2 separate regions of the Zea mays genome follow, and region 2 is linked to region 1. The links are chromatin contacts, called in public Hi-C maps. All regions are on one chromosome and are shown on one strand. The core of a region is the stretch at or near the end of the contact, and the rest is flanking DNA. Distances in the headings are between cores, read along the strand shown. Region 1 holds the start of LOC100502466 (C2H2-like zinc finger protein). Region 2 holds the start of LOC100281036 (bifunctional 3-phosphoadenosine 5-phosphosulfate synthetase 2).

Region 1 (4,518 bases), core at 21-2,520:
TGTTACTGCAGTTTTAACCTGTAATATTGTTTGTTCAAAATATAGAGAGCAGGAGTATAGTAGATCTACACATCACACGCATCTAGTGTCTTATTTTTTTTCTTTGATTAAACTCATAAGACTGTTGTGTCATTTCAGAATTTATTGAACCTTTCGTTTTCTTTTACTGCAACGCCTATGTCTATTATAACTGCTAAGTTGACCACATTTTCATTGCAAGTACAGGTTCTAGTTGGTAGTGCCAGCAAGAAGCCAAAGGTTGCCACGAAAGTTTCTTCGGTCTTTGGCAACGAGAGTGATGAGGACTCGTGACCTTTGCCAGAGGGTGGCAGACTGGCAGTTGCTTCTTCTGTCGTGCATTGGTCTGGGGACTTGATAACAGCACCGAGAATTGTATGAACTTTTGAGGGTACACTGTATAAGGAAATCTGTACTGTTGTTGCTGGATTTTGGAAGCTGTTTATTAACCATTCGCCCTTGTAGGCAGGCAATACCCTTCAGTTTGGGACACACCTTTGTATTGTAGGCTGTATTATCGTTGTTGGCTTTTAATGTTAAAAAAAACCTTTGTATTGGATGCTACAGTGGTGTCACATTTTGTCTGTCAAAGTTGGAGGCTTAATTTTGGACACTTTTTTTGTTGGTTGCCCTTCTCGTCCGTGGAGAGGATGTCACTGCTTCAGTTTAAAGTTTCTTTATTTTTTGAACAAAAATCATGTGATTATGCTTATGTTTGAGTTGAGTTGCATAAACTTGCACTTTCAATAAGGCTGCCGGCTGTTGCAAAAAAAAAAAGTCATCTTTTCAAGCAAAAGGTCGAAGGCAACCAAATCGAAAATGGATGGATGGACCATGCAGCCCATAAGGGGGGAGCAGTTGGCCTGGTGGGTCTGTGGTCCATGAGAAGCGATGCATTTACAGGTAGGTAAACCATGCTTGTTCTCAGAAGACAGAAGAGAGTTGAACTCGCATACATGTGAAATGGCCTGCATCTGGCAGCCTCGACAGCTAGCCATTTGCACGCAGCAGCAGGTCAGTGCGTGCAATGCAAGCATGTCATGTCAGAACCGATCATGCTACTCCAATCCAAATTCGATGATTGGTATTGCTGCTGACAAGTACGTTTTTGCAAGAGTTTAGCAGACTGGTCTCATCTGATGGATGTATGGTCCTGTGTTGCACAATGTTAGGTTGAAGATGCCATGCCGCATACCCTAACCCTACCACGTAGTCCCCCTCCTCTCCTCTGTCTTCTTGCAGTTCCATAGACGTATTTGTGATGATGCAACATCAGACAAATCATTTCCAAATGTTCATGTACTAAAAAAAGAGATTTGTTAATTCCTTTTATGTAGAATGGAACATAAAAGGAGCTAGGAAACTAGTAGTGAGAGTGCAAAGGCCAAACAAACACTAGCTAGTCACAAACAATCGAAGAATTCAGGTATGCCTCTCGCCACCCTTCTGCTCCCCTCAGTCTCTACGCCCACCGCCGGCGACCACCGCACCCACAGCCGGCGGCATGACCACCACCACGGCAGCAAGCGCAAGAAGAAGCCGCCGCCGCCGCCATCACCACAGCCGTCGCTCCCGTTGGCACCGAGAACCCCGCCACCGCCAGGCGCACCAAGCCCCAAGGTCCGTGCGGCGGGCAAGAACAACCACGCCCAGTACCAGTACCAGCAGCGCCGAGGCCAGCCGACGAAGAACAGGGCCGCGGCGGCGTCCTCGTCCTGGGAGCAGGTGAAGAGCCTGCTGAGCTGCCGGACCGCGACGGCGGCGGCGCGCGTGCACGACCCGTCGGCGCTGGCGCGGCTCCGCGGCGCGTCGCTCTGCGCCATGCGCGACGTCGTGCTCTCCTCCGCGTCGGGCGACCGCGACACGGCACCGCTGAACCGCCGCCGCGCCCCGTCCTCCTCCGCTGCCTCTGGCGCCGGCAGCAGCAGCCACCACTCCTCCCTGCGGGGCCTCTCCGGCTGCTACGAGTGCCGCGCCATCGACGTGGAGCCCATGTCGAGGTCCGTACGATTCCGACCCATCAACCTTTTTTTAAAGCAAATAACCATGATTAATGCACGATTAACGATCACCAGGCGGCGGTACCCGAGGCCGAGGGAGCTGTGCGCGTGCCCGCAGTGCGGCGAGGTGTTCACCATGGCCGACAGCTTGGAGCACCACCAGGCCATTCGCCACGCAGGTATAGTATACGCTCCCTAGTCACATGAAAGATTGATAAAACGAGGCTCCACATGACAATGGCTAACAGAAGATAGACTTGAATTCATAATTCGCAGTGTCTGAGCTGGGTCCGGAGGACTCCGGGCGCAACATCGTGGATATCATCTTCAACTCGAGCTGGCAGAAGCGGGGCCGCCCCATCTGCCACATCGACCGCATCCTCAAGGTCCACAACGCCCCGCGCACCGTCGCCCGCTTCGAGGCCTACCGCGACGCCGTCCGCTCCCGCTCCCGCTGCCGCGCCGCCGCCCGGGTAGCGGCCGACGGCAACGAGCTGCTCAGGTTCCACTCCGCGCCGCTCGCGTGCGCGCTCGGCCTCGGCGGCGCGACCGCCCTCTGCTGCGCCGGCGGTGCTTCGTCGCCCTGCGGCGTGTGCACGGCCATCCGGCACGGCTTCGCGCCGTGGGCGGGCGCGCACCCGCTCGGGGTGCGCACCACGGCCAGCAGCGCTCGCGCGCACGACTGCGGCTGCTCGGCTTCTCCATCGTCGGTGCAGCAGACCCAGCAGCCGGCGAACGACGCTGCTGCCTGCCGCGCCATGCTGGTGTGCCGCGTCATCGCCGGCCGGGTCCGTCGCGGCGGCGGCGGCGGTGCCACGTCGAACGCTGCCGATGAGGATCAGGAAGGCCCGTTCGACTCGGTGGCCGTCGAGGACGCCGTCAGCAGCAGCATGTACGGGAACCTCGAGGAGCTCTTCGTGGCCAACCCCAGGGCCATCCTGCCCTGCTTCGTCGTCATCTACCGCGTCCTTGATGCTTGAGGGAAACACGTCGTCTACATTATGTTTGTAACATTTTTGGTTCAGACAAACCATGAGCCACTGAAATGGTAGATCTAGTTGAGAAGGCCCTTGCTTGTTTGCTTGTAATATTTATCATGGAAGCCCTTGCTTGTAATTTATTTCTATACAAGGGCAAACCCTTGCTTGTTTGCTTGTAATTTCTATATATTAAAGCAGGAAGGAAATCTGCCCTCAGGTTCGGCCACGTCAGCAGTTGGCATTATAGCCGTGCCAATCAAAGGTTGATGTCTCCTCTCGCTCCCTCGCTCGCTCCGCCTCTCCTCGCTCCCTTCTGATCGTTGGATCATGGATATATGTTTCCTCTCGCTCCCTCTGCTTCTGGATACTTCCGATGCCTGTCCTCGCTCCCTCCACATCGTCCCTCTCCTCGTTGTCCCTCTCGCCGTCATTTCATCTTCTCTTCCAGGCGTTTCATCTTTCCCGGCAGCTTTGGCTTCAGTCATCGGCTTCGCAAGTCGCATCGAATCCGTCGTCTTTTGCACTGTCACCTTCATCGTTGCTCCTGTTGCTGCTATGAAAGAGGTTTGTCCCATTCCCTCCATAGACGTGTTGTGGCTAGAGGACGACGCGACTGTACAACTTTTTTGTTTCGATTTGTCGGCACCACAACTTTCTCCATGCTCGCTCAACACTGCTTTGTCCCTGTCCTTCCGTCCGCGCAGTCGTGACCTGCTCAGCTACAGGCTTCTCCTTTCTATTCGCTCTAGTGACACTGCCGAGGCGGCAGTGGCGGTGGCCCCAGGACCGGTGCGCCCGCGCGGGTGGCTGAGGAAGCTCATCCAGCCGAACTACTTGCCCCAAAGCAACCGGTGATGGAGGCTGAACGCCCTGTCCTCCGCCGGTGCGTCTAGGTTTGTCTCGTCGTTCTCTCACTCCCTCAGGAAGAAGCGCCTCTTGAAGCTTTCCTCTCTCTCCCCGTGCAGCGGCTCCATGGCAGCAGCGGTGGATGTCGTCACATTTCGCATCATGTACGTCGTCGAGTGCATCCTGCTACGCGTCGCACTCTCCTGATTCCTTCTTTACTACGATTGCCATCTCTAAGTTCCTTGCTTTTCTTGCCCCTCTTCACTACACTGGTCTCCAGCTCGCGGCTCGGTCTCTGCCTCGATGTGTAACAAATGCCCATTGGTGTGGTTCTTCTTTCCATGTGAATTTCCTACCTTTTGCTGCTTAATCGGATAAAGTTTAGGGTTTAGGGTTACCCTGTAGTCCCTGTGGACCATGGTAGCTCCAAACAATCGATTAGGTGAGTTTGTGTTTTATTTAGTTTTTGCCAAAAGTCTTGTTGCCCCATTTCATTTCTAGCCAATCTGGTCGGAGGATGGTTTCTATTATTTGCTTTTTATTTTTCCCAGATTTTCATCCCTTTTCCCTTCTTGCTTTATAGTTCCTTTAGACCAGTTCCTGTAGACAAAGCGCATGAAATGCAGCGTGCAAACAATTGATTGATACGTAGAGGCAAGCATTGTCATAGCCTC
Region 2 (4,604 bases), core at 1,996-4,495, 730 kb before region 1:
TATCCTAGCTCATCTCAATCTTATTCTCTAGCCTTATCCCAGCCTGGCTGTTGCCTCTCGCTCCTTATTATGCCCATGACATCTCCCCCTCCCTTGAGGACCAGCTCGTCCTCGAGCTGCCATAGACTTACCTGACACGACTTAAGGTTAAGCCTTTTACATCTCAGCTTACCTTTATTATTTAAGACGAAAATACAAAATAATTGTGGAACTAAAATATAAATTTGAACTGCAGCTATTTCCTCCTGTCCTCCTGGATCCCAAGGAAAGAGCTGAACTGCGGACTTCACGTTGGATGAAAGGTGAAGGAGGAACCAGCCCTTGGGTCTGTCCAGCACCAAGGCAGTTGCCCGAATGAGGGAGACGACCCTCTTTGGCCGTGCAGGGGGCTGCATACCCAGATCTCGACTTCTGCAGGGGGTTCAAAAAGTATAGACGAGACCTGGTGGTTGGACGCGTAGGCTGCGAGTTGGTGCAGCGATGAGCTGATCAGCAAGTGCAACTTCCGCACGCCCGCCTAACAAGGAAGCCGCGCACTGCGGCTTGCAGGCGCACCACGGCCTGCTCATGTGATGACGGCCATGGGGTGGCCCTGGAGGCCACAACAAGGTGCTTCTCCCCACGAAGGGACTGTACTTGGCGGCGTGCCAGGAACCCTCGCGCTGCCACCTGAAGCCGCACCGCTGCTTGGAGTTCCTTCTCTGTCTTCTCCTTGTAGCGGTGGAACATCACAACGAATTGATCCCACTTCTCTTCGAGCCGAGTGAATGCATCTAGAGTTGGAGAGGGCGGGTGGGAGGGCGTTGCGGCGGCAGATGGCGCAGCGGCTGGTGGTGGTGAGGGATGGGCGGCTGGTGGTGGTGAGGATAACCTGGAGCTGATACCAGGTGTCATGGACCTGTCCATGGGGATAGCTGTCTTCTCCGGCGAGGTTATACCCCTCTGCCGCAGGCTTGGTTCTAGGGTAGCAGCCCTAGGCGCTTGAGAGGGTCATTGCAAGAGAGAGAGAGATTGGTTTGATAATGATCTTGCTTGATTTATTCCCTGCTGCCATGCGGCTTATAAATAGCCCTATGGCTAACCAACTTCTCCTACAAACTCTCAACTAACTCCTACTTTCTTGGACTTATCTGATGCTAACCAACTCTCCACAATTCTCTCATTTCAATCTTATTCTCTAACCTTATCCTAGCTCATCTCAATCTTATTCTCTAGTCTTATCCCAGCCTGGCTGTTGCCTCTCGCTCCTTATTATGCCCATGACAATACCAGGTGGTGTCATGAACCTTCGGTCCATGGGGATAGCTGTCTTCTCCGGCGAGGTTATACCCCTCTGCCGCAGGCTTGGTTCTAGGGTAGCAGCCCTAGGCGCTTGAGAGGGTCATTGCAAGGGAGAGAGATTGGTTTGATAATGATCTTGCTTGATTTATTCCTTGCTGCTATGCGGCTTATAAATAGCCCTATGGCTAACCAACTTCTCCTACAAACTCTCAACTAACTCCTTTCTTGGACTTATCTGATGCTAACCAACTCTCCACAATTCTCTCATTTCAATCTTATTCTCTAACCTTATCCTAGCTCATCTCAATCTTATTCTCTAGCCTTATCCCAGCCTGGCTGTTGCCTCTCGCTCCTTATTATGCCCATGACAGTATAATTGAGACTAACAGATGGGAGTGACAAAATGATTGTGATATTGCTCCATGCTCCATAAAGTGGGCAAGGAAGTGTCATGAAGGGATCTTCAACATGAGATGAGATCACATCAACATGACAACTTGCAGGGCCACACAAAAAGCATCATTGGTCTCACAATCAACTAATAACTACAAAGATTTTAAGTTTCAAATCAAGTTGATTTTTTGTCATTAAATGTATTAGTTCAGACTTCAGATGGGCCAAGTTAAAGTTGCATCCAGAACAACAACAGTACCACTTGAGCAATGGTCATGTAACCTGATAACCACTCACAGAGATATTAGGACCAAGTTGCTTACTAATCATATGGTCAAATACGCCTGCCAAGGGAATCCTTATGCAATAAAATTGAGGGTGACATGATGGGAAAAGGGATAGCGCTGTCGGAGGACAATAACTTTTATCCAAAAAAATCCCATCCATTGAATTTGGTAGTGCTGTTATGGCCCCCCAAACCATCCAAAGTGTGGACTATAAAGAACAAGCAGCAGACCTAAGATGCTTCCATGGAATTTACCTCAATTAAATTGTCAAAAGCAAAAGTTGCCCAAGTGCAGCATAATTCATTTATCAGATGCTTGCTACATTACTCAAACATACGTGGATATACAAAACTAAAACCACAGATACCCGGCAGGCATAATGCCATGAGATCCAGAGGAATTTCAATTAAATATCATTAACGAAACAATTTACCCCCACATAAATTCTAACCAAAGTCGCAGTTAATACAGTACAAGAATGCTGTGCCTTTTGTGTTTGCTCGAACCACGAATGCCGAAACGGAAGAAGCGATTTAGCACGCAAAACACATAAGACTAAGAATGCATGTTTTTTGGTAGGAATAAGAAACGGAGGAGGATCAGGACGTACGTACCTGCGCAGGATGGCGACGACACCGCCGTCGGGCCCTTGTAACGCGACGTCCGGCTTACCCCCGATCTGCTCCTTGTCGGCGTCCCCGATGGCGAGCACGATGGGGAGCGACATGTTGACGAGGCCCCCGTCGGGGAGGCGAACGCAGTTGAAGTGGAGGCTCTGCAGGTACTCGTGCTCGCGCATGAACCCGCGGAGCGGGCTGGCCCACCCCTCGGCGAGCACGTGCGCCCACTGGAGGTCGACGGGGGCGAGGCGCACCCGCGGGAGCGCCTCCGCCTCCGCGCGCAGCGCCGGGAGGCGGTCGGGCGGGGCGACGAGCTCGACGAGCGCGCCGCCGTCCGGGTCGATGAGGGAGCTGCGGACCGACATGGCGCGCCGCCCGTGCCGTGGGGAGGGGGAGCGCGAGCGCGGGGCGGCGAGGCGGAGGCGGCAGAGGTGGAGCGGGTGCGCGAGCGAGGCGGTGGCGCGGACGCGAGCCACAGAGGAGGAAGCGGAGGGGGAAGGGTGGTGGACGCGGGGTGGAGTGAGGAGGTGGGTGGTGGCCATGGATGCGCGCGAGGTGTTCGACCGCGCGGTGCGGGCGGTACAGGTGCGCTACGGCCACCGACTAGTCGGCGCGGCGCGGCGCGGCGGTTGATGACAAGCCCAGGTGCTGATTTGTCTAATGCTTTCCACGAGTGTTTCTGCTATCCACAATCCACATGGAGTATTATATAGGAGGGTGGCAGTAGTATGGGTTTACTCTTCTTTGACCAAATTTTTGGGAAAAATCATTGAAAATGACTGGACGATTGCAAAGTGCTAGCGGCAGTAGTAAAGCATATAAATTATTGTTTACAAAAGAAAAGTAACATGGTATCGATGGATGCATTGACATTTTTGCACTTCCTACATGGAAGTGGTCGTGGTGAAGTTTTTTAGAAAAGAAACGCAATAGATCCTCAGTCTAGCTAAAGTCAAACTACCTTATGTTCGACTAAATTTAGTAAAAAAAATAAATAGTATAAACATACATGATTTTAAATACTCCATCGGACCTAATATATAGCTTGTTTGCTTTTTTATTAAATTTGACTGACTTATTTTATTCAAAAAAATTACGAAAAATTAATAAAAGGTCAAGGACATACATAAAGTATATTGTATGTTAAATGATATCGCAGTGAAAATTAGTAATAACTATCAAAATGTTTAAATAAGATGAGCAGTTAAACTTTATGTAAAAAAGTCAAACAAATTAGAAATGGGAATGGAGGGAGTATTGTTTATTTAGTATGATAAGTAATAGTGTATCATTAATATAATTTTGGTCAAGTTTTAAATTGTTTTATCCAAGTACCTAACACTACGCTGTCATTTCCAGGGCGAAGGGCGTAGTTAGGAATTAGGAAGAAACAAATATGGATAGTGCTGCTTATACATAGCGACATTGACACATGTCCGAAAACAAAAAAGAAGCGTTGATTTCAACGTGTGTGTGTGTGTGTTTGAGAAAGGAGAGAGAGAAATGGTCCTTGGAATCAGCATAAAACCGCAGCAGCGGCTCCCGTCGACGTTGTTGGATGTCGCACCACCCCACGCTGCGGGGGGAAAAAAAGCAGATTCCCGTTGCATGGCCGTGAGCCCCGCTACGCTCACGTCCACAGACCACAGATCCGGTGCGGCGTAAAGGAAAAGGCGCCCGTCTTTTTCTCTGCTACCAGCGCGGTCGAGCGGCTCGCGTAGATTCTCCACTCCACTTCACGTACACATCGCTTTCAGCCTTAAACATGGACTGCAGAGAAATGGGAGCCTGCCGTCCTCTCCCCGTGATTGTGGTGCCGGTGCCGTCGTGCCGATGGGGACCGTACCTACCCATGCATTACGTACAGTACAGTACATGAGTGATTTTACTGAAGACCAGGCTCTTTGGTTGACGCTTGTATTCCAAAAGTTCCTGATTTACACATTTTTCAGCCAAAATCCGGCGATCTGTTGTATTGATCGGCGCTACAACTGGTACTGCGTTGGCAATCCACAGATTCACC

Evidence for each region. Hi-C and Micro-C count contacts between places; a contact is called where the count stands out from the background.
Region 2: a Hi-C map of ear shows a contact between it and region 1, with 3 times the contacts expected there. The contact joins the promoter of LOC100281036 here to the promoter of LOC100502466 in region 1. A contact is called at or near these places in 4 of 25 Hi-C or Micro-C datasets (bundle sheath, ear, endosperm and 1 more).

Annotation. Positions count from the first base shown.
Region 1 is chr2:115,226,510-115,231,027 of Zm-B73-REFERENCE-NAM-5.0, reverse strand. LOC100502466 (C2H2-like zinc finger protein) reads left to right here and starts at 1,270. Exons shown (of 3, transcript NM_001196944.1): 1 at 1,270-2,018; 2 at 2,094-2,197; 3 at 2,295-3,147. The coding sequence starts at 1,447. The coding sequence ends at 2,998. It overlaps LOC100273179, which reads left to right. Exons shown (of 5, transcript NM_001147624.1): 5 at 1-43.
Region 2 is chr2:115,956,930-115,961,533 of Zm-B73-REFERENCE-NAM-5.0, reverse strand. LOC100281036 (bifunctional 3-phosphoadenosine 5-phosphosulfate synthetase 2) reads right to left here and starts at 3,245. Exons shown (of 5, transcript NM_001153955.2): 1 at 2,576-3,245. The coding sequence starts at 3,123.